Regions from separate parts of the Canis lupus genome. Here region 2 is linked to region 1. The links are chromatin contacts, called in public Hi-C maps. All regions are on one chromosome and are shown on one strand. The core of a region is the stretch at or near the end of the contact, and the rest is flanking DNA. Distances in the headings are between cores, read along the strand shown.

Region 1 (6,782 bases), core at 1,801-4,300:
AGAGGCAGGGGGCGGTTTCCATGTATGCAGGTTTAGGATCCGTGTTTTGCTCAGTTCATTCTGGGATTTTTAAGTTTCCTGGGGTGTAGTTCCAAGGTTGGCAAGAACTAGAGCCAGAATACCAGAAAGGAGCCCTATGCCACATGAGCAGGCTGGATGAGCCCTCCTTTCTAAAGCTCTGGTTCATGATTATCTACAGTGACAAGCAGATAAGACTGGAGCTCTCAATACAGGCCAGAGGATGAAAAACACATCCACTCTCCTTTTGGGGGCAAGTCCTCAATATATGAATAGAGCCTCTTTGGCCCATTGCCCAACTCGGGTCCACCTTTTCAAGCCGCTTTTGATTCATGAAGTCTGCTAGGCATATAAGCTCTCTTAAAAATGCTGTAGAAGGGACAGCTGGCTGGCTCAGTCGGTAGCATGTGTCACTCTTAATCCTGGGGTTCTGGGTTTCAGCCCCATGTTGAGTGTGGAGATTACTTTAAAAAATATTTTTAAAAAAATGCTTGATGCACAGCATTTCTCTTAATGAAAAAGCTGGCACTGTTCTGCTAGTCTTGGTCAGCAGAGCATCCAACCAAAGAAGACCTAATGAATCATTCTTTACTCGAAGGCCGGAGACCATGACCTGAGGCATACTTCTCAGCCCCACGTGACTGGGCAAAATTTTCCCCAGCCCTGCTCTGGAGATGGTTGACCGCTCCTGCTGGCTGGTCCAAACGACAGCATGGTTGCCTATCTGAAAGTTGCATCCTGTTCTGTATGACGGGGTAAGAGTCGTGCTTTGGATGTAGCTTTAGTTGGACTCCCAGTTTTGCTCCTTACTATGTGTCCTTGGGCAAGTCACGCATCTTCTCTGAGTGTCTGTTTTCTCATTTGTGAATTTAGAGACAGCAAGAAGATTAAATTAATTGGGGGTAATGCACTTAATGCAAGGCCTGGCTTAGTAAGTGCTCAGCATACGTTTGCTGTTACATCACTTCTCAGTTTAAAAATATTCAGGGGCACTCTAGTGTCTAAAAGTTTGACCCTATCCTAACTTTCTCAGTTGGCCTGAGTTCCTACTAGCCCATGGCAGAGCAGAAACTTGATTTTCTCCCATTTTGTGCTATACACCGCACCTGCCTCACGTTCCAGTATCTACAGATGGTAGGGATGTTTTAAGGTAGGATACTTCATGGTACATGACGTTTGTCCCCCACATTTCACTGATAGAGATACCTTTAGGATTTATGGTTATTTATTTATTTATTTATTTATTTATTTATTTATTTATTTATTTATTTATTTATTTTTGGTAGGCTCCACACCCAGCATGGAGCCCAACACAGGGCTTGAACTCAACAGTGCTGCATCAAGACCTGAGCTGAGATCAAGAGTTGTGTGCTCTAGGCGCCCCTAGATAACTTAAGATTTTTTTGGCTGACTTAAGAACTAATGAATCCTTACAGTATAGTTCAGATGTCTTGAGTAGTTTGGGGATCCTGGCTTGAGGATGATGGAGATGACAGCAACAATATGGCAATTTCCCCTGTTTCACAACTGACAGGTTGGTGTTTATTAGGACAGCAGGATATCCTGTTCACTGGAAGAGCTTCAGAGTTCCCTTCCCTCCCACAGCTGGGCAGGAGCAAGTCGTGCTTCTCTCTGAAAGGGGACAGACGGGAAGGCATGTGGGGAGCTGGTTCTGGGAGTTCTTTGACAAATTTGACAGACAAGCCAATCAAGAATTCTTACCACCACTAGGCTAGGGGGCGCCTGGGTGGTTCGGTGGGTTAAACGTCTGAGGTGGGCCCAGGTCAAGATCCCCGAGTCCTGGGCTGGAGCCCCACATTCTGGCTCCCTGCTCGGCGGGGAGTCTACTTCTCTCTCTGCCCCTTCCGCGGCTCATGCTCTTTCTCTAATAAGTAAATAAAACCTTTTTTTTTTTTTTTTTTTTAAGAAGATTAAGCACTAGGATGGTGTGTCCAGGTGCCTGTTGCAGCTGAGGTGGGGGGTTCTGGGGGGAGGCCCAACGGTGCGGAGCGACTGGACCGACTTCTCAGCGTAAAGGAAAGCCCACAGCTGAGTTGGAGGAAGAGGAAAACAAAGAGGAAATTGAGAAGGGAGAAACCCAAGGCTAGGACCCCCAGCTCTGGGGAAGGTAGTGTTGGGGGGGTCGGGGGGGGGGCAGGCTTAAGGAAAATGTGGCCTGGACCGGAGTGACACGGGCGGGGCCGGCTGCACCAGGTAATCAGGCACGTTGTAGCAGTTGCCCCCAATGCCCTGTGCTTTCGTTCTACTCCCCCAGGACGGTGACTGGCAGGAGAAGGCGACTCCGGGGGGCGGGGCGGGGCGGGGCGGGGCGGGGGGCCGGCGGCTGCGGCCGTTGCTCCAAGCGCTGCAGGAAGCCTTGGCAGCCCCTCGGTGCCTGCGCAGTTCCCCTGGCACCTGGGGGCCAGCTTCGCGGGGGCGGTGAGCGCGGCATCCCGGGCTACCGAGGCCTCCGTCACGTCCCAACGTCCAGGGAAAGTGCCGGAGGAGCGCGAGGCACCGAGATAAGCCACGGGGCGCGGTTAAGCGTCTGCCTTCAGCAGGTCGTGATCCTGGGGTTCTGGGGTCGAGCCCCGCGTCGGGCTCCCTGCTTGGCGTGGAGCCTGCTCGCCCTCTCCTACTCCCCCTGCCTGTGCTCTCTCTCTGTGTCAAATAAACAAAATTTAAAAATCCAAAAATGGATAAATAAAAACGTAAGCCACTTTGGAGGAGGAGCTCCGCAGAGCAGACTGGTGGCAGCGGAACGACTCTGGGGTCCGGGTGGGCGCGCGACCGCACCGCGGGGAGAGGAGGCAGGCGCGGGGGCGCAGCGGGGGCGCAGCGGGGCGGGGCCCGAGGCCGGGGGCGGGGGCGGGGCAGGGGGCCGGGCCCGGGGCGGGGGGCCGGGACGGGAGCCGAGGCCGGGGTGGGGCGGGGGGCAAGACCCGGGGCGGGGGCGGGGGCGGGGGCCGAGGCTCGGGCCCGGCGCGGGGCCGGGCGGGGCGGGGGCGGGGCGGGGGCGGGGCGGGGCGGAGTCCGGGGCGGGGCCCGGGTTTGAGGCCCCGGCCACCCGGGAACCCATCGTCCGGGCTGAGTCCTGCCGGGAGGCCTGCCGGCCGCGCCATGGCCGCAGGGAGAGCGCGGGGCGCGGCGGCGGGGGTGCTCTGCGCGATGTGCCTGCTGCTCCAGTTCGGTGAGTGGAGGCCTTCCCGGGCTCGCCGGGGCCGGGGCCGGGACCGCGCTGGGGGTGTCGGTGGCCTCGGGGCTCCGCGGCCGGCGGACGCCCCGAGTCGAGGCGGCTCAGGGGGACTGGAGACCAGGAACGCAGCCCGCGGGGCGAGGCGGGACCTCGTCCGGCCGACTCGTCGCTTCAGTCTCCCGTGGGCCGCCAGGAAGCCACTCTGACCTTAGGCACGCGAATCTTCGTTGGGAGGAGGGGCGGGACTGCGCTCCGGGGCCGGGCCCGACACCCCCGTCGTGCCCGCTCGGGGTTCCTCCGGAAGGGTGTGCCCTGGCTGACGTTCCAGGGACTCTAGGTCGCTCGTGGTTCCCCCCGCCCCGCCAGCCCCAGGGGACCGTCGCCGAGCCCTCGGACGGCCCTTTCACTGCTTCCGCGGGGCTGAGCTCTCCCAGGACCGGCCCCGGCCCCGGCCCCGGGTCGCACCTGCGCAAGGACGCGGCTTATCCGCGGCGCGCCCCGAGCGGAGGAGGGCGCAGGAGCGCGGCTGCAGCCTGGTGCCGGGGCCCCGCCGCGCCCCCGTCACCCCCCGTCCCCCCCCGTGACCCCCGCCGCCCTGCTCCGCCCGCCCCCCTTCCCCCCCCGTGCCCCCCGCGCCCCAGCCGCGCCCGCCCCTGCGCCGCTCCTGCGGGCCGAGAACCCGGCCTGGGTCAGCGAGCCGCCGAGGGAAATGTCTGAATCTTTCCGGGGTCCTGAGCGGGGCGGCTGGTGCTCCTTTGCCCTCCCTTGAAAACGTCAAAGAACTCCACGTGTCTAGAACGGAGTTCATCCTTTTCCCACTCCTTGTGCCCGTCTCCCTTTTTGCCTCCCCCCCCCCCCCCCCGCAAAGCCCTGCACACGGAGTCACAGCCAAACTCTTGGAGGGAGCACAGTACTAAACCCTTCACTACTTCTTCTTTCCTTGAGGGTTTCCTGTTGGGGCCCGCCTTGCACATGCTACAGATCAACCTTGCATCCTCATTTCTGCCTCAGCTTCCGTGGAGTGCTGTGGACCCGCGTCTGCGGAGGACAGCCTAGCGGGTTGGGGTGCAGAGATAGCACAAGTGCCTACAGTACAAGGCACAGAAGTAAATGGAAGTCACGCTGAGCATAAAATGCGATGGTCGTGCACAGGGAGGGGACCAAGGTCTTTTGTGAAGTCAAGTATTTCTTGTAAAGCAGAGATTCCACGGAAGGAAGGATATTTGAACCTGTCCTCTGAGGATGGGTGGCGGTGTGGGCGTGCCATGATGTGGGGAAAAGGGAAGCAGCATGTACAAGGTGAACCTGGGCAGTGAAGAGTCCCAGTCCCAGGGTCTCCAATGTCACTGGAGCATAAATGTGCCCATAGGAGCTGGAGGCCCCACGGCAGAGCCCTGATCCAAGCCCCATTGGGAGTGTCGATTATCTTCTGCAGGCAGAGAATTCTTTCTGGGCCTCACAGAATCAGAACCGTGCATTGAGGAGGAATAATCTGGCAGCAGTACAGAGGAAAGGGTGCAGCTGAGAGTAATTGGAGGCCCGGATGCCATCACAGGACCCAGAGAGCTCTGAGGCTTTCCTATGCCGGTGGAAAGTTCTGTGAGCCTGGCTTGTCTCGGAAGAGAGAGAGTACCACTCACTGGTGAAGAAGGGTAATAATAGTGTGTACTTCCTAGAGTGTGAACATCAGTCACAAACACGTTCTTACTGATTGTCAACTATGTGTTGGGCACTAGACGTGAGACCTGGGCTGCAACAAGGAACAGACTTCCCTGCTTTTGTGAAGTTTACTTAGTAGTGGGGGAGAGAATCAGTAACTGAATAAATGAGTAAATATGTACATGTTGGGTGGTGGTAAACATTTACTAATACAGAGATTAGTAATTTGGAGGAAAGGGGTGTGGGCACAATTCGTATTTCCTTTTAATTCTTTAAAACTTTGGAATGTTGGAAATGTTTAGAACAGTTGCAAAAAACAATGTGACAAACACTAACTTTTCTCCTGAAATCCCCAGTTACTAACATTTTTGACACATTTGGTTTACTTCTCTCTGTTTATACACACTTAATTTTTTTGTCTAAACATTTGAGAGTTGCAGATCTTATGACACCTCACCCTTAAGTATTTCAGCATATGTCTTCTAAGAACAATATGTCTCCAGTAAGCCATGGAACCATGATCACAATCAGGAAACGCACCATTGATACAATACTGTTTTGTGATAGAGTCTATAGGCTGATCCAGGATCACACACTATATTTGGTAGTACTGCCTCTTTAATTCCCTTTAGTCTAAAACTTGCCAACTCTCTCTCTCTCTTTTTTTTTTGGTACTTATGGTATCACTATTTTTCAAAGGTCTAAATCAGTTTTATAGAATGTCCCTCAATTTGGATGATCTGTTTCCTTCTGATTACATTCTGGTTAAAACTTTCAGGACTGTTCCATAAGTGTGTCTTGTCCTTCTGTGTGCATCCCATTGGAGAGTAGATGCAGTCCATTTGTCCCATTATTGGAGACCTTAACTTTGGTTCTTTGGTGAAGGTGACCCACCAGATTTCTTTATCACAGAGGCACCTGTTCCCCTTTATAAATTATATGTGGCTTATCAAGTGACACTTTGAGATTGTGTGACTCTCCTGTGCCGTGACAATCTCTCACCTGGTGTTTTAGCATCCACTGGTGCTACCCAAGTCCATTAAAATATTTGTAGATGGTGGGCACCTGGGTGGCTCAGCAGTTGAGCATCTGTCTTCGGCTCAGGTCATGCTCCCAGGGTCCTGGGATTTAGTCCCACAATGGGCTCACTGCAGGGAGCCTGCTTCTCCCTCTGCCTATGTCTCTGCCTCTCTCTGTGTCTTTCATGAATAAATAAGTGAAATTTAAGTTAAATAAAATATTTTTATTTGGCAGTTTCCTATCCCTAGTTTTCTTTCTACACTGTGGACATTCTTCAGTAATGAAGAGCTTTTGCACCCCCTTTTAATTTCCTTTTTTTAATATAAGTATGGAGCCATGATATTTCTGAAGATGATATTTTTGTCATCTATTTTAATGTGTGGTGGGTGATCCAGACTTGGGCAAACGGGGACCCCTCTGTGCTTCAGTGTTCTTTGCCATGTCTCCATCTATTTGAGAATGTCCTACTTTTTGGCACAGAAAGACGTTCTGGACTTATTTTGTACCTTTTCTGTCTCAGCCTGTAATCATTAGATTCCCTTGTTCCTTTTAGTGGGAGATGGGCTTTAGAAATCAGTATCTGGGTGCTAGTGCTCAGAGCTACAGGAGTCATGGTTTCTAGGCTATCAGTTCTTATAGCTAGGAAAGAGTTTTCACGAAGTCACAAGTCTACCCCGTTACTGCTAAAACTAATCTAAACATGTGGTTCATCTTTCTCTTCCTTCATTCCCTGTTTCTATATCTCTTTGCCACAGTGAGAACTCTGTTCCTTGTAGAATCAGTGTATTTTCCTAATATACATTAAAACACAAAATAGTTTCATAATTGCTCTACCAGGACCACTACCAAGCACAAAATTTACCATGTAAAGTTCAAAGTTTCTTTTCAG
Region 2 (6,782 bases), core at 1,372-3,871, 440 kb before region 1:
AGGAATACTAGAGGGAGGGGAAAAAGAAATTTTGCTTTAGTAAACAACAGAAATTAACGTTCCAAAATTAAATCCAGACTCTGGGTTTTATTATTATTTTATTTATTTATTAAACTGTGAGAGAGAGAGCGCGCGCGCATGTGCACAAGTGGGGCGGGGGGCAGGGGGCACATAGTGGGAGGAAAAGAATCTCCAGCATATTCCACACCTAGTATGGAGCCTGACCCAGGGCTTGATCGTACCACCCTAAGATCATGACCTGAGCTGAAACTAAGAGTCCACCCAGGCATCCCTGAACTATGGGTTTTAAACATAATAGTGCATATATGACTTCCACTGGGTTTGTAAATCCCAAACATTGTTAGGTCTATGTACATTCCTCTGGGGAAAAGGTCTGGAGCTTTCATTTTTTTTCCCACTCCCCCAAAGACAGGATGACAGAGATACATCTTTTTCCTGATGACTCAAAAGCTCAAAACTGTCCTGTGTTCTACAAACTCTGTTGCAAACCCCCCCACCCAGGAACAGCTGAAATACGTAAGACTGGCTGCAAACTTTCCCTAGGTTTTTTCCATCATCCCTTTTCCTACAATCTGTTCAGAAGCAGGCTCTCCTAACCTGCCTCATGCCTGGCATGTTTTTTAACTCCTCATTTCCCAACTTATTATAAGAGAACGTATGTGTAACATTTGAGGATACAGAGTTTTGAGTGAAGGCCTAAAGTACTTTCATATGACCTATGGCACTTGTTTCTTCCTTTGTCTTGCTTATATTGACCAAATAGGTCAAGGTTATCAAATAACTGTCATCAAGTCAAATATTATGTTGTACTACTTTGGCAGCAGGGCCTTTGTATACATGGTACTATATATAAAAGTTTGTCTTTTTTTTTTTTTTTAAAGATTTTATTTTTAAACTCTACACCCGAAGTGGGGCTCGAACTCACAACCCTGAGATCGAGAGCTGCATGTTCCACCAACTGAGCCAGCAAGGTGCCCCAAAGGTATGTTTCTTTTAACGTAAAACTGAGTCTTAAGCTACCATTAATGCTTAATTCCTACAAATATGAACATGCTTCCATGTTTCACGAAACTTGAGCTAGGTACAGAACCTAAGAAACTCAGTTTAGAAATTAGAAATAAACAGTAAACCCTGAGAACTTATCCAGCTTGTCCCTTCTATCTAAGATTTGACATTGCTTTTCTCAAAATTGTTTCGGATTTAACCAAGCTGGAGCCCGGTAATTTCTCTCGAATAAAACAACTTATTAGAAGGCTAAGAATGCGTTTTCTCTAAAAATTTATTTGCCAAAACTGAAAAAGCATACAAATTCCTTCACTTAGTTTCAAAGCAAATCATGTAACGGAAACACAATATACATGTCAAAAAATACTTTATTTTCTAGTTTTCTAGTATTGGTATCTACTTTGTGCCTTACATCCGATGGAGAAAGCTTATGTTTCTCTACCCAATTTAGAGAGCAGGAAAAATGTTTCATGTGACAGTTTAAAAATTCACCTTATTAACACTTTTATGAGAATAGTATTAACTATTCTAATAGTTAATATATATAATTAACTATTCTAATAGTATTAACTTTTCTCACTTTAAGAAGATGCTTAACATTTCTGGGTCTCCGCTTCCAGTTTTGTAAAACCAGAATGCTGAATCAGATACCTGATTGTCCTTGAGCAGTTAGCTTGTTTCTTTGGATTATCAATCTCACCCCTTAAATGAGAGAACCTTTTTTTTTTTTTTTTCCCTTGTTTTCCTGAGAGCGCGCGCACCTGAGGGCACACATGTGGGGAGCAGCGGGAGAGGAGAGAGAGAATCCCAAGCAGGCTGCATGCCCAGCACAAGCAGCATGCAGGGCAGGGCTCAATCTCACAACCCTGAGATCAAGAGCCGCATGCTTAACTGGCTGAGCCCCCAGGTGACCCCAGAGAATCCCATTCCAGAAGGCAGCTGGTAATCTGACCTGGCCTGAAAGTAGCGCAAAACAGAGACCAATCCCTGTGTACTAGGCCTGCAAGCTGCCACTCGGCAGGGAGACGCAACACCCCAGCAGAGGCCTGACAAGTGCAAGGAAACCCAGAGCTGGAAAGGACCGCGAGGTTCCCGAGGCAGGCGACGCTCCCTCCGTTTCACAGGCGGGGGAATGGAGGCCAGAGACGGGGACAAGCTGCCCAGGGCCACACAGCAAGCAGGCAGGTGCGCCTCCCGAACGGACCACGCCGCCCTGGGATCCAACTACTTGGAGGCCCTGGCTGCACAGCCCAGGTCCCCACCTCCCCCAGGGCCTGCGGCGCCGGGCGGAGGGGCCGGGCGGGCGGGCGGGCGGGAGGCCCAGCCCGAGACTTACGCGGCCGCCAGCACGAAGCGGCAGGCGTCGGCCGGGCACACGTAGAAGCTCTTGCCTTTATTCGGGCCATCGCGGACGCCGGTCTTGAGAAGGCAGGCGACCCCTAAGGAGAGCAAGGCGACCACGGTTACGCCGCGCTAGGCGGGCACACCCCGGGGAGCCTCCGAGGACCCCGACCTCACCGTGCTCGGGGCACTCCACCGCTTCCATGCGCGCTTCGGCCTCCCCCGCCGCGGAGCCCCGCCCCAACGCCTGCTTCCGCCTTTGACTCCGCCCTCCCCGCGCAGGAGCCAATCAGCATCCGCCTTCTGCAGGCTCGACCCCCCCCCCCCCATAAGCCACCGCGCGGGCCTCGCTCCGCCGCCTCCGCGGGAAGCGCCGGGTTTAAACGCGGGGGCGTGGCTGAGGCCGGCGGGACCTCTCGGAGGGCGGCGGGGCTGCTCGGGAGGGGGGCCGGGGGAGGCCGGGTCTGTAGTGGAGCCCGAGGGGCGCCCCTAGAGGGAGCGCGCGTCCGGGAAGGCGCCCGGAGCTTGGCGGTGGTGTCGGAGCCGGAGCCGGAGCCGGGGCGTGAGCTGGGTCCCTGGGGAGGGGAGGGGAGGGGAGGGGCTGTGCCGGTGCAGGGCGGGGGCTCCCGGGCGCGCCCCTGGGAGCTGCGCGGTGAGCCCAGAAGCCTGGGGGCGAGCAGGCAAGAAGAGTAATGCAGGGGACCCCCCGCCCGCAGCTTTCGGCTCCGCAGAGTCCTCGCACATCCTCGTCTCTGGACTCCGCCTGCCGAGATGGGCAGCGTTACGGGGGGGGGGGGGGGGGGGCCGAGGTCCGGAGAAATAGGAGTGACTCAGCCAAGGTCACGGAATTAGTGGGCGCCCCGTGGACCGACGGGTGCCCGGGGGGCCGCGCACCTGCTGCTTTGCGAGCGCCGACTGTTCCCCAGGCCCCCTTCGTGCAGCAGCCCTGGCTCACGAAGGCTGAAATTAAAAAGAAAGGGGGTCGTATTTGAAATGGCGATCAGAGCTATTCGCAAAAAGAGAGGAGCAGGAATCAGAGATGTATTGCAATAGAGATGGATTCATATCACAGCTCTTGAGGACCATATGCCCGGACATATGGTGTGGCACGTGCAGCGGTTCTTATGGGACAGTAGGACAGGAAATCTGTGATGCCTAGGAAAGCCGGGTTATATGATAAATGTGAAGGGGAGGATGGGAGGCAGGGGCTTCACAGCAGGGGAGACAAACGTGAGGTATCATTATTAATTAAAGAAGTTATTAAACTTACTAAATAGCTTTTTGTTTGCCCAGTGTGAACGAGGCGCCAGAGAAATATAAAATCCATTGATTCACAGCACAAAGTTTGAAACAATTATTCTAACCACAAGGAACTTAGTATGCGAAGGAGGCTGGATTAGCACACGTTGAACACTTAAATAACAAACAGTATTTAAATGTCAAGATAAGTGGAGTTAGTCAACTCTGTAAGGGAGGCTAGATATAAAGATGTTTTTGGACCCAAAGTTTTGGACCCTAGTTTATGATGGGGGAACAGGGCTAGCTAGCTGAGGACAGAGCACAGCGGAAATCCCACAAACGCCCCCCCACCCAGGATCGGATACCTGTGACATTCTTCTGGAAGTTTCCAATTAATGTTGGTGCCTTGCGAGAGGGAAAAGCAATCTTTAACTTGACAATGGCAAGGCCTCCAGTATCTTGTAGGTCCTCCATAGTGTATGAAAATCCTTTTGGAATCTCCCTTTTGCTTACATCCCCCAACTCCTAGGTATATAATCAGCCACCCACCTCTCACAGGCCGGGGGCAGCAGCTCTTCCTGCCTACCCCCACCCCCCACCCACACACACACACCCACACCTCCCGCCCTGGGTCCTGTCCCCATGTTTTAATAAAACTACCACTTTGCACCAAAGACGTCTGAAGAATTCTTCCTTGGTTCTTGGCTCCAGACCTCACCTATACATAACCACCTGTCTGAAACACCTATAAACTTAGAGATAAGGCAAGAACAAAAAAAAAAAACAAATAAATAGAGGCATTTTTATTATACCCAGATTATAATTCTTGCATTGAGAGATTTTTGTGTACATATCTAAGAGATGCTATATTGGGGAAAGTAGACTGAAGTACTGGATCTGCAGGATGAGGACCATGGTAATTTATTTCTTGAATAAATAAGCCTTTTGAAACAGATAAGGCAGCATCATGGCCTCTTAAATATCCTATTAAAGAAGAAGCTCTTCCTCTGCAGGATCTAAGGCAGTGTCTCAGGTCCAACCCCACTTAAGTGTGCAGCCAAATTACAGAAAGGGAGGATATTCTTCCATAAATTTGGGATATGCCAGATCAAAATGTTCAAGCTCCAGGCGGTTTATCCCACCTACCCATATTTATAAGAGTGAGAAAACAAATAAGGGTGTCCTTGGGTGAAAGGTGGCCATAATATTGGCATAGACTGTAATGAATTACATAATATACACTTTCTGAAATATACAAATACGTTAGCGTATGTGTATTAACTTTTATTCTTAATTTATATGCTTAATTTATATTCTAATTAGTTTGCAGACCCCTGGAGAGAATGTGTTTCATTGACCTCTATTTTGAGTAAATTTGAGAGTTTTAGTTTGTTTCCTCTTAATGCTTGATTTATTCAAAAGGAATGCCTAGACCAGTTTCTAGAGCTAGACGGTTTAAATCCGCAGGTCAATGATCTAGTAAATTCTTTCCCTGTGGGGATGGTCAAATGCAAAGTACATGATGCAATTGTTCTAAAACTGAATTGTGTTAATGGCTGCATAACTGTGTACATTTACTGAGACTCAAGACAATTATATGTGTTAGGGAATTCTATGGTATCTAAATTATCCCTCAATAAAGCTGTTAAAAACAAACAAAAAGCTTAATGTATAAGTAATGCCAAAACATCTGTCTGGAAAATAAAAGCTAAGATCATTTCGATATTTTGATATCCTAAGGAAACATAAAGGGAGAAGAAGTAAAATAGTAGAAACTTGTTACTTTCAGATAGCGCGGCTTCTTATGCAGACTGGTTCTCTGATCTATGGAATAAAATTTCAAGTGATGCAAACACTCATCTGAATTCCTGGGAAAATTCCGTTTCCTCTGTCAGCATTGTGCTGCCTGGCTGATGTTAAACACATCAGGGACCTGTGAGATGCTGGCAATGGGAGGCTCAGCCAGAACAGTCACCCCTTGACGTCCTTGTCACTCTCTGTAACGTTTAAAAATAATCAGTGAGGGGCGCCGGGGGGGGGGGGGGGGGGCTCAGTGGCTTCGACTCAGGTTATAGATCTCAGGGTCCTGGGATGGAGTCCTGAATCCCATGTCCTCGGGCTCCCTGCTCAGCGGAGAATCTGCTTCTCCCTTTCCCTCTGCTTCCTCCCCTGCTCACACTCTGTCTCTCTCTCAAATAAATAGATACAATCTTAAATAATCAATGATTCCAAATTATTTGTTTTTTTTTTTATTCCAAGTTATTTGTAAAATTCTAGTTTCTGTGCAGTCTTTGGCTTTACTCATTATTTTAACAATTAAATTGTTCAGATGTGTTTTTCCAATTCTAAGAAACATATTTTATTTTCTAAACTTATATCTTTCTGGGTTTTTACTTATTGTTTTGGAGGTGGAGTGGGGAGAAGTAACTACTTTGAAATGTCAAAGGATTTTGACAAAGGATTTTGCCCAGGAGGCACATGATTACTGGAGGAAACTATCACAGCCTATGCTTTCTGAAGTGTATTCTGAGATAAGTGCTTTTACATGCATTTTCACACTTGGTTCTCGAACCCACCTTGGCAGTGGGTATTCCTTTATCCTCATTTTGAAGAGTAGGATACCAAAGTTGAGAGTAGTTAGGAACTTACCCCAATGCCATGCTCCTGCCATCTCACAGAGCCTCTACTTGAACTTTGGGACCAGATAGGGCCCACAGATTAATCTTGTTCGGGCTCAAAGTCACAAAGCTGACACCAGGCAGATTGGGGGCTGGAAGCTATTTTCTGAGATTCCCAATCCAGTTCTTGCCACTACAGTATTTTTATGAAGCAAAAATTATTCAGTGATTCATTCAGATATTTAACCTACACATAGCCAAGCATTCAGGTATTTGTGGTATGCAGACAAGGCTCAACAAATCCAAGATTAAAAAAAGCAAACCAAGTTGTGCCATTTTATAAATGATCACAAGGTGGCAGCACATGAACATGAAAAAACCAAACACGAGCCCGCAGTTTCATTCTTTTTGTTTCAGGATCCGTAATGGTAACAATTTCTTTTCATATTGTGCCTTTCAAAGATATGACCATTTTAAACTCATCCTTTGACAAAGACACAGTCAGGATGATATTATGTTAAGCCCAGAGACTTTACAAGTAGGTCCCAAATTTCCCTG

The links. A called contact is a pair of places that touch in the nucleus more often than the background predicts.
Region 2: a Hi-C map of blood shows a contact between it and region 1, with 3 times the contacts expected there. The contact joins the promoter of TTF2 here to the promoter of CD58 in region 1. A contact is called at or near these places in 2 of 9 Hi-C or Micro-C datasets (amygdala and blood).

Annotation. Positions count from the first base shown.
Region 1 is chr17:54,534,874-54,541,655 of UU_Cfam_GSD_1.0, reverse strand. CD58 (lymphocyte function-associated antigen 3) reads left to right here and starts at 3,050. Exons shown (of 6, transcript XM_038561872.1): 1 at 3,050-3,208. The coding sequence starts at 3,139. LOC119869734 (a long non-coding RNA gene) reads right to left here and starts at 2,121. Exons shown (of 3, transcript XR_005372635.1): 1 at 1,741-2,121; 2 at 1,453-1,650.
Region 2 is chr17:54,970,869-54,977,650 of UU_Cfam_GSD_1.0, reverse strand. It overlaps TTF2 (transcription termination factor 2), which reads right to left and starts at 2,621. Exons shown (of 23, transcript XM_038561881.1): 1 at 2,545-2,621; 2 at 2,363-2,465; 3 at 1-7. The coding sequence starts at 2,572.